Regions from separate parts of the Zea mays genome. Here region 1 is linked to region 2. Evidence: chromatin contacts called from public Hi-C data. All regions are on one chromosome and are shown on one strand. Each heading gives the region's core, a stretch centred on a gene start, on an enhancer-like site or on the middle of the called end of the contact. The rest is flanking DNA. Distances are from core to core; before and after follow the strand shown. Region 1 holds the start of LOC100279867 (L-aspartate oxidase chloroplastic). Region 2 holds the start of LOC100194105 (putative protein kinase superfamily protein).

The links. A called contact is a pair of places that touch in the nucleus more often than the background predicts.
Region 1: a Hi-C map of leaf shows a contact between it and region 2, with 5 times the contacts expected there. The contact joins the promoter of LOC100279867 here to the promoter of LOC100194105 in region 2. A contact is called at or near these places in 2 of 25 Hi-C or Micro-C datasets (leaf and tassel).

What each region holds. Positions count from the first base shown.
Region 1 is chr5:78,464,219-78,469,814 of Zm-B73-REFERENCE-NAM-5.0, forward strand. LOC100279867 (L-aspartate oxidase chloroplastic) reads left to right here and starts at 1,435. Exons shown (of 8, transcript NR_176417.1): 1 at 1,435-2,170; 2 at 2,461-2,607; 3 at 3,183-3,537; 4 at 3,702-3,944; 5 at 4,764-4,831; 6 at 4,945-5,025; 7 at 5,179-5,240; 8 at 5,480-5,596.
Region 2 is chr5:77,965,489-77,971,086 of Zm-B73-REFERENCE-NAM-5.0, forward strand. LOC100194105 (putative protein kinase superfamily protein) reads left to right here and starts at 1,732. Exons shown (of 1, transcript NM_001139158.2): 1 at 1,732-3,976. The coding sequence starts at 1,834. The coding sequence ends at 3,801.

The sequences.
Region 1 (5,596 bases), core at 185-2,684, 500 kb after region 2:
ACATGTTGTATATTCGTGCACTTGAAACTCCTTATGGGAAACTAGAGTGGCCAATGAGCTAAGAATTTATGGGCTTTGATACATGCACATGATCCGCAAAATGTAAAACGGGATAAAACAGGAAATTCCCGATACAATACGGGATATCGTAAATACGGACGGGAAACACCTCCAACCGTTTTCGGTCCCGTTCTCGGATATACCTATCCCGATTTCCGTACCGTTTTCACATTTTTAAGATAAAATGAAAATGGACGGTTCTAAACGGGAATACGGGACGGGACGATATAATTCCTGTTCGTTTTCTTCCCTATATTTAATAGTGTCTGGGCCAGTCCGGCACGAGCGTCGTGCTATGCTTGGGGCGTAGCCTCGGCCCGTAGTGTTGGTCTGTCTCGGCACAATTATATTTTTTATTTTCAGAAAAAATCGTGTATACATATGTACAATTTATATTTAATATTAAAAACACATGAGCATCACTTTGTACCATTTTATTTTTCTATTAGTTAGACGGCTTCTTCTGGTGTCTCACGCCATTCTTCCATTAGGGCATGGGTTCGAACCCCACCTCATACACCATTTTGTAATATTTTACGTTGATTTAACTAAATGGCCCGACAAGCTAACGGGTTGGCATAGCATGGTCAGCATGTCGACATGTCGTGCGTGGGCCGGAGATACTACCCGTGGGCGTCGGGCCTAGTGGGGTTGTACCGGGTCGTCTGTTTGGCCATCTATATACGTAGATATGGTTTGTAACGTGGAGGTTGGTTGCATCGAAGGAACGGTCGTACAATGGTTTATTTGAAAATAGATGTGAGATATTATTTATAAAAAGATGACGCAGAACGACCATTAAAACTATTGCTTTAATACAATAGAGACAACGACTATAGAGGTTAGAGATGGCAATGGAGACCCGATCCCCGATTCCCCGCGGGGAATTCCCCTATTAGGGGACGAGTATGGGACTAATTTAGTCCCCGCAGGATCTAAACGGGGGAAGTTTAATCCCATCGGGTTCGCGGGGACGGGGACGGGGAACCATCATCTATCCCCGTTCCCCGTTTACCCGCCCTACAAAACTATTTTATTCAAGTTAGTCAATTTACTTGTTAAAATTATAGTAAAAACTCAGTGCATAGCATGTTATAAAATAAAAAACTAAACTCTAAAATAGATGTCTCTTGTAATTTTCAATATTGTTTGTTAAATTTACATTAATTTGATACAATCAATTTAAATTTATCTTTAAATATTGTACTTCTAGCGGGGATAGATTCTCCGCGGGATTACCGGAGATAAATTCTCCGACAGGAATGAGGATGAGAGAAAAAGCTCCCCCGTGAGCGTTTACGGGGATGGGGACAAAGAATTTTTCTCCCCGTGGGGATGGGATGAAGAGCCATTACCCAACAGGAAAATCCCCATTATCATCCCTAATAGAGGTATAGATAGAGAAGATATATTCAATTTGATCCACGTAAACCCGAAAAGACATGAAGAAAAAAAATAAGTAGGCCAAAAGTCAGCGTGAGCAATCCGCCGCACAACCCCCCACGACGGCGGCTGCCCCACCGCGCCCCGGCCACCGTGATTCGCTGGGCCCCGCCGCCTAGGTACGCCGTCCCCAGAAGCCAGAACGCGAAAAGCGAGCACGGGCGGTGGCCCACGGCGTCGACGCCCAGGATCCGGTGAACCTTCCGGTCCATGCGAGAAAAGAGAAAGGGTATCATGGCACCACGCTCACACGACTACGCGAGCCGAGGTGGCGGCGGCGTCGTCACCGGTCTTCGACGGCGATGTGGCGCATTGGGGTGCCAGGAATTTTCCTCGCCTAGTCTTTTTTTTCCCTTTCTGAGCCAAACGGAAGCGCCATTAAACCATCTCTCTCCCGGCACTCCCACGCTCGCTGCCTTTCTTTGGCTGGCAGCCGCTGGCTCCCCACCTGTCCCTCTCCCTCACACCCTTTTCCCCCCGTGGCTTCTCTCGCTGCCGCCCCTCCGCAATAAACCGCTGCCAGCCCGAGCGGCTCCATCGCCCCGCTCGCGCTTTTCGGAGTGCCAAAGGCCGTGATTCCAGCGCTGCTTTTTTTGGAATTCCCGACCTTCTTCCTCTCCTCGTCGTCTCATTGCCATTGGAGCTAGCGTCTCTTGCACAGAGACAGGTGAGAGTTCAGTCCTCTTCTCCCTTCTACACTCCTCCATGTGGCTTCTCAGTTAATTTGTCTGATCCGATCTCTCAAAAGTTTCTTTATTATTATTTTGTCGCCGGGATGATTAGATCTCCTCCTCTTGTCGCCCAGGAACGATCCCACAACGTTGCCTCGTTGTTTCCTCGGAATTCTTGCTTCTCCTGCCCCTTGTTCCTCGGGATTAATCTTGCTTCTTCTGCCTCTGCTCTGTGAAATTCGAGGTTTTTGATCAATCCCGGTGCTCTGGTGTCGTTGTTTTTCAGGCCCAGGGAGGCCGCGATGGCGAACCTGACGAACGGCTTTGCGAGCCTCCATTGCGCAGGGGCGATGCATGTGGACAAAGGGCACATGCAAGCATCGGGACTGCCTTTTCTCTCTTTCAGAAGATGCGCCCAGCTTGATATCTCCAGGTGAAATTGCTGCTGTCAGATGTTCTTCAGACTCAGTGTCATATTTAGTTTTTCCCCGATCGCAAACAACTTTATTTCTCCCCAAAAGGATCCCAGCTGCTTAGTGTATTTTAATAGCCTGTATTTTTTATTCGAAGTTTTATATATCATTCTTAAAGTTCTCCCAGACATTGATTTAAAAGTTATTGTCCACATTTACTTTTTACTACTTTCGAAAAAGAAGCTGTATAGGAATTCCAAGCTGGCCGAGTTCAGCTAAAATAGGGATTTGCTAAAATTCATTTTTTCAGGCGATGGTTGTTGTATACATTTTATACTAAAACTGCAGATTCAGTTTGTTGCCAGTTATGTAGGTATAATCTGCAATTTTCGGTTCTGAGAATAAAAAACCCACCAAGCAAAAATTACACCTGAAATATCAGAGAAGTGGCTAAAATAAGGACCAAACATGTAAAGTGTTTTCAGTTAATCGAGTTACATATTGCAATTTGCACCTCTCATGTGACAGCTCCTTCATGTGGTACCACTGTTGTATTGTTTAGTCTGGTGACAGTGCGTTAATTCTGCTTAAACAGACTAGGTAGCGTGCCTCGTTTCATGGGCGCAACATCTGCTACTGTCTCCCAACATCATGTGAGGCAGAGGATCAGCGCCATCAGAGCCTCTACTCTTTCCTGCCTGCAAGACGATGCCACAAAATTCTTTGATTTTGTGGTTATTGGCAGCGGTGTTGCTGGCCTAAGGTATGCTCTGGAAGTTTCAAAGCACGGCTCTGTTGCTATTATCACCAAGGCAGAGCCTCATGAGAGCAACACAAACTATGCACAAGGCGGTGTTAGTGCCGTTCTATGCCCCTCGGATTCTGTAGAAAGTCACATGAAAGACACAATTGTTGCAGGGGCTTATTTGTGCGATGAAGAGATTGTCAGGGTAAGCGTTAGCATCCGCCATTTACAGTGGTTTTTCAATTGCCTCAATGTTATATAGATGCATTTTACAACAGATCGTCGCTTGTGAACAAATTCTTTCATGCATTTGTACAGTTGTTAATTCATATTTGTTAGCAGATAAATAACATTTGTGCTGTCTTTCAGGTAGTTTGCACAGAAGGTCCAGAGCGTGTCAAGGAACTAATTGCCATGGGTGCCTCATTCGACCATGGTGAAGATGGTAGGCTGCACCTTGCAAGGGAAGGTGGTCATTCTCACAACAGAATTGTCCATTCTGCCGATATGACTGGAAGAGAGATTGAAAGAGCACTGCTTCAAGCAGTTCACAATGATGATAACATATCTTTGTTTGGTCATCACTTTGCTATTGATCTATTGACATGTCAGGTTGGTATATATTTTTTATGACAGTCGTTGACCTATGGTGGATTATACTTTCATTAGGCATGTTCTTGCATCTATTTTTCTTATGTTACTTTTGGAGGCTTTCCGCTATATAGTTGTGTGCATGTTGTTTTCCTAATTTCTTCTGTGAACATTGATACCTAGGACTACCCTTGGACTACGCGAAAGCTGTTTGCAAACTGGTGATTCGCTAGATTAATTATTTCTTTTTTATCATCTGACTTAAAAAAATAACAAACTAACAGAACTTTGTAGAAACAACCAAAATAGTGGAACCTGCTCATAATTAATGGCCCTGCAGTCTCGAGTATAAAAAGGTTTTAGAACCTGGTTGCTGAAGTGTTCACTTTTCAGGAAACAGAGTAGGAAGCGACAAGGCCAAGATATCGTATCTTAATGGCCTGCTATCATTGGCTTCCGGTCAACATGTTTGTTGATAGTGACCTCTTAAACGCAACCTTAAAATGTCGCACTCAGTGATGCTTAGCTTGCAATATGCCTCTTTCATTTGATCATTTCCCCACTTCTGTTCTCAGATTACACTCACATCTGACATGATGTACTTGTTTTTGTTTATTTCCCAGCTTTCAATGCCTTTGTTCAGTTAATTTGTTTAAATTACATGAACTTTACGGCCTTTTTACATGTGCGTTTGATGGAAACAAAGCCAATTACAGTTATGTTCTATAGGTGGAAATATGTGCTGTGCTATATGACATGCCTATTTTGCTTCTCCACTTGTAAAGTTTCTACTTAAAGTGTTCTTTACACCCATGACAAGTTGATGACTAATATGAGCAGTTCTGTTGCAGAAAAATGGTGAAATCTATTGCTATGGAGTGGATTCAATAGACATTGAAACCCAGAAGGTATTTTTTTTTCATTTTCACATGTGTGCCTCATTTTCTCATGTCATATGTCATCTCAGTTATAAACTTTTAGCACCACTCTGGTTCAAAAAAACTGTTCTTATGTCTTCCAGGTAGTCCGCTTCATCTCGAAAGTGACATTGCTTGCATCAGGAGGAGCTGGCCATATATATCCCACAACCACCAATCCACCGGTATTTTTTGAGGACACTGCACTCTTGAATATCTTATGTTTAAGCCAACATCTGGCATTGTCTTTTTGCTATCTATTCTGCTAGGCCTGCATGCTTTTCCAGTAGTACAATTATTGGCAAGATGAACATATTCCTTAAAATTTGGTGTTTCAGGTAGCTACTGGGGACGGAATCGCAATGTGTCATCGTGCTCAGGCTGTAATATCCAATATGGAGTGAGTTTCTGTGGCCTGAGACACCCCTTTTGTTCTCAATATAAAATATATAAAATTTGTAGCCATCACTATTATTCGCTAGTTAAAAATTTATACACCAGGGTTCTGTTTGTTTGTACCAGTAGGTACTTTGCGAATCTGTACCTCTTCAATAAAATCGTTTGTAATTCAGTTTTCTTCTACTTATTATATCACTAGTGAATACCATGACTAAAAAAGCCTCTACTTTGTATTGTCAGGTTTGTGCAGTTCCATCCAACTGCACTTTCAGATGAGGGCCTGCCAATAAAGCCAAAGACAAGAAGAGAGAATGCATTTCTCATAACGGAAGCGGTGAGAGGAGACGGAGGAATTCT
Region 2 (5,598 bases), core at 482-2,981:
CGCTCGCGCGTACCCACCGGAACAAAATATAACCGAGAAAGGCCGGTCCCCTCACAAAAAATGCGGCAAAGCCTCCAAGCGAGTACCAACACTCCCTTCGAGGCTCGGGGGCTACTGTCGGGTACCGTAATTAGGGGTACCCCCAACACTCCTAAACACGGCTGGTAACCACCCTCAGCACTCACCGCAAAGACTGATGGGCACGGTTCAGGTCAAGGCCTCGTCTACCAAGGGACGCAATCTCGCCTCGTCCGAGCCCGGCCTCGGGCGGGAATAGTAGTCTCGGACGAATTCACGCCTCGCCCGAGGGCCTCCTCAGGCGGTGGGCGCACCCTCGACTCGCCCGAAGCCTAGCTCGGGCAGGCTTCGTTGAGAAGCAACCTTGGCCAAATCGCCTTACTAGACCGTATCGCAGGCGCATTCAATGCAAAGATCGCCTGACACCTTATCCTGACACGCGCGCCGCAGTCGGCAAGGTCGAAGTGACCGCAGTCACTTCGCCCTTTCACTGACCGACCTGACAAGAAAACAGCGCTGCTTGCCCCGCTCCGACTGTTGCGCCACCCACCGGGGTAAGACTGACAACAGCCGAGTTCAGCCTCGGGCGCAACAGAAAGCTCCGCCTCGCCCGACCTTAGGCCTCGGCCTTGGGAGGAGGTCTCCGCCTCGCCCGACCCCAGGACTCGGCCTCAGCCTCGGCCTCGGGAGGAATCGCGTCCTCGCCCGACCCCGACCTCGGCCTCAGGAGAAGTCTCCGCCTCGCCCGACCTTGGGCTCGGACCGACCGCGCCACAGGGGATACATCATTACCCTACTCCTAGCTAGCTCAGGCTACGAGGGAACAAAACCGGCGTCCCATCTGGCTCACCCCGGTAACAGGTAATGATGGTTCCCCGCGTGCGTCCATGACGTCGGTGGTTCTCTGCCCCCTACGGAAACAAGGAGACGTCAGCAGGATTCCAGCCGCACCGCCAGCTGTGCTTCTACATGGCTCAGGCACTTCTCCGACGACCACGTTATCGTGCACACAGGGCTCAAGCACTCCTCCAACAGCCACGTTGGCATGTACACAGGGCTCAGGCACTTCTCTGCCAGACACGTTAGCGCATAGCTACACTCCCATTGTACATCTGGACTCTCTCCTTGCATCTATAAAAGGGTGGTCCAGGGCCTTCCTGCGGGGGGTCGCGCGGGGACGAGCAAACGAACAGGCTCTCTCTCCCTCTCGTGACGCTTGTAACCCCTACTACGAGCACCCCCGGTGCGAGATAATACAAGCCGCATTCCCCCCTTGTGTTTCGTCTTGCGCCAACTCATCTGGGCAGGGGCATGCAGCGATAAAATTCACTGGTCGGCTCGGTGGAGGGTCCCCAGGTCCGAAACGCCGACACCTAGGTAAGAATGCAAATATTAATAAGTTAAATATAAGATCAACAAGTTTAATATAGTCAAATAAATTGAAGAACTAATCATAGAAAAAAAGTTAGAAAAATTATGATAAATTACGAACCAAACAAAACCAACCTTAGAAAAATTCAGACGATATATGGTAAGCAGCGAACAAACAAGCCCAGCTCCCTACAACAGTCAACAGAGCCGCGGACAAAGAGATTATCTATGTTAGCAGAATTTACAACGTCGGACCGGGTTTTAGCGGTACAATTTCGCGACAATAGACAGATGTTTGAAAATGCTCGGACCATTAGTACAGTAACGTGACGGGCGCAGCTTATCCACCATCCTTCTTCTTCCCTGGCCACGGCCGCCAAACAGCAGTCAACACCAACCGCCCCCACCCCACCCCCACCCCCACCCACTCTTCTGATCTTCTCCATGTGCCGCCTCCGTCTCCTCCTCCGCCCCATCTCGCGGCCTCATCTCCATCCCCTTCCGCCTCCCATGTGCCGCCTCCGTCTCCTCCTTCCCTTCTTCCTCCTCCTCCGCCCCATCCCACACGCGTCCCAACCGGCCGCCCCCTCTCCGGCGCTGCAATGCGCTCTCAACTTCACGGCGCTGCTCCCCTTCCTCGCGCCGCCGCTGCCGTCGGACGACGCCTCCCGCTGCGCGGTCGCCACGCAGTCCGTCGCCTTTCTCCTCTCGCTCCACCTCGCGGCCACATCGTCCTTCGTGCTCCCACCCGACGCCTCCTCCTGCCTGTCCCCGCTCCGCGCCGCGCTCCCCTACCCGCTCCCCGCGTCGGCCTGCGGCCTCTCGGGCCTCGACGCCGCCCTCGCCTCCCCGGGCTGCGGCAACGTCTCCACGGTCGCCGACTTCGACGCGCTCGTCCCGCCCAGCTCGCGCGGGGACATCGACGCCAGCTGCGACCGCGACCTCTCCGCCGTCCCTGACTGCACCGCCTGCTCCACCGCGCTCAGCAAGGCCGCCGCGGCCTATCTCCTGGCTGGATCCCCGAGCGCCAGGAGTAACAACGTCACCGGGTGCGTGCAGTACCCCTCCATCTACGCTGGCGCCGAGGCTAGCCCGCACGGGCCCGCCGACCCGGCCACTGCCTACTGCCTCTTTCTACTCAAGGCGAACCCGCCTCAGTCCCACAGCTCCGGTGCCGCCCCCTGGGTCTACGGCGTCGCATTCGGCTCCCTCGCGGCAGTGCTGCTCCTCGCCGCAGCCTTGGGATGCTGCTTCGTCGTGAGGCGAAGGCAGGCGCGAGATGCCGCTGCCGCCCTGGCTGCGGACAGCAGGAGCAAGCGCTCTCAGGCCATGGAGTCCATCAGCGCCAGCACCACGCTCGTCAAGTTCACCTACGACGATATCAAGGCTGCCACCGACGGATTCGCCAGGAAGAGTATTATTGGCCAGGGTGGCTTTGGGAATGTCTACAAGGGGGTGCTGCGCGACGGTGCTGAGGTGGCGGTGAAGCGGTTCAAGAACTGCTCCGCGGCTGGGGACGCCGCCTTTGCCCATGAGGTGGAAGTGGTGGCCAGCGTGCGCCATGTCAACTTGGTTGCGCTGCGTGGGTACTGCATTGCCACCACACAGAGAGAAGGCCACCAGCGGATGATCGTTTGCGACCTGATGCATAATGGCAGCTTGTATGACCATCTGTTTGCTGCCGGAGAATGCCAGTTAGCGTGGCCGGTGCGGCAGAGGATTGCCATTGGCATGGCAAGAGGGCTGGCCTACCTGCATCGCGGTGCACAGCCAGCCATTATTCACAGGGATATCAAAGCGAGCAACATCTTGCTTGATGATGAATTTGAGGCCAAGGTGGCTGATTTTGGACTGGCCAAGTTTGCACCTGAAGGGATGACGCATGTGAGCACAAGGGTTGCCGGAACACTAGGTTATGTTGCCCCAGAGTATGCACTCTACGGCCAATTGACTGAGAAGAGCGATGTGTATAGCTTTGGTGTTGTGCTTCTTGAGCTTCTGAGTGGAAAGAAGGCATTCATTTCTCTCAGCGAGGGACAGAGCTTTGTGCTCACTGATTGGGCTTGGTCTTTGGTGCGAAGGGGGAGGACAGTGGAGGTGATCCAAGAGGGAATGGTTGATCCTGGTCCAACTAAGGTGATGGAGAAGTACGTGCTTGTTGGTGCACTCTGCACACATCCCCAGTTGCATGCAAGGCCGACAATGGAGCAGGCGCTGAAGATACTTGAGGCTGATTCAGTACCAAGTCCTTTGATTATTCCCGAGAGGCCAATCCCTGTTGTTGCAAACCTGGCCGAGATTGAGAGGTCAGCCAGCAGCAGTGGATCAGGTCAGCTGTTTAGCCCCTCTGGTTTCCGATCTTTTATTCATGCAAATGAGGATGCTGCTCTGGTGTCTCCAAATGACACATGACAATTTACTTAGACAATTAGTGAGATGATATCACTATAATTCACTGTGTACCATATTTGTTTTTGTTTGCTCGATTTTGTTCCATCGGCTTACAAACTCATGGCAAATATTGTATATATCAATTTGTAGTTTTGCCCCAACACAAAAACTGAAGTTCTTGGGTGACTTCATTGAACTTTTTTGGTGACATTTCCATTGCTACATATTGAACTTTCCAATCTCCAGTAACTGTTCATTGGGATGTTGAAGGGTAACTCATAGCTCCATATGACCATATATAGTCATATCATTTTGTCGGAAGAGCATGCCAATCTTTTGGATAGAAGATTTCATCAGCTTATGTATTTTATGGCATAAAGATATGAGGAAACATAAACCCAAATTCATTGTCTTGTACTATGTCTGTTAAATTGTTTTTAGCAGTATCAAGGTTTTATGTCAGTTATTTGCCTGAGACGCAATTTACAATTGCCAAGAAAAATGCCAAAGGATAAGCTTTTGGACCCGACGCTTTATTATTAACAGCACCAACATTCTCTGATTTAAGGTTTTGTAACACAAATCTCTGATGCATGTATGTAGCATTAAGGTAAATAAAGTAACCAAACCAAAGTAGAAACATCAGCATTGATATTGTCGTTTATTTATCAATTTAAGCACTGACATAACCACTAGAGACATCATGATACATTACTAATGTAGTAGCCAAAATATTGTTGTAGTAGTTATTGTTTGGAAAGCTAAGTAATACTTGATAAATGCAATGTAAGGCACACATACCTGATACCTTAACTGTAATGTGTATATAAACCATACCTTTTGTTTTAAAAAAATCGACCTGTGGGGTAAGACGGTCCAGGTTATTATACTAAGAAGAAGATTCTTGAGATTTTTTTAAACCCAACCTGAAATTTATTTCCACTGGGAATCAAACTCAGGATCTGAGGAGCTCTACTCAGAGCACCTAACCAACTCGGCTAGAGCCCCTTTCGTCATACCTGTTGTTTAGATGCAACTGTGTTTAAATGACATACAAACTAGATGCAATAACATTTTTTAATGTGACCAGCAACACTGAAATTGAATAAAACTTCAGTTGCTTTCTTGAGGACATTTTTTTGTCTACAAACCAGCTGAGGTTTGCGTGATCTGAGAGCATGTACCATGTGATTTCTATTATAACGTCCTTGTTTACTCTACCTTTCATATACTGTATGGAATATTTTTCCAACTAAGTTCCATGTTTCTTGCATCTATGCCCACCTTTACTGTTGGTGGGGTCAACAAAGCATATACTGGCTTACAGTGGTTCAATCATCATTCGCTAGAGTTTAGGCTCCTTATGATCTTTAGGTGAGTGTGTTCTCCTTTTCCTTTATTTTTTATTTTTTTGGTGTTGCATTTTTATAGCTCTAATCTTTGTTTGAAGGATTAATTTCTCTGTCTACGGAGATTGGTAGTGCCTACTTATTAACATAAATGTCAAAATAGAAATGTGCTCTTCTTTCTTTGCTCCTTTCCTTCCCACCTTCCCCCTTCTTGTACCGATGCCATATTCATGAACACACGCATATTTTGTGTTACACCATAGCAACACCTAGTGTTATTTATTGTATCCTTTATTGGAAATAATCGTATGTCTAGGTGCAATGCTAGTGTCTAGGTTAATAGCATTTAAGACTATGTTACTTCATTGTGATAATGTAGCTACAATCAACATAGCAAATAATTCAGTCCAGTTTTACTTTTACGGCATGAAACATGTAGAGATCGATAGATTCTTTATTAAGGAGAAGA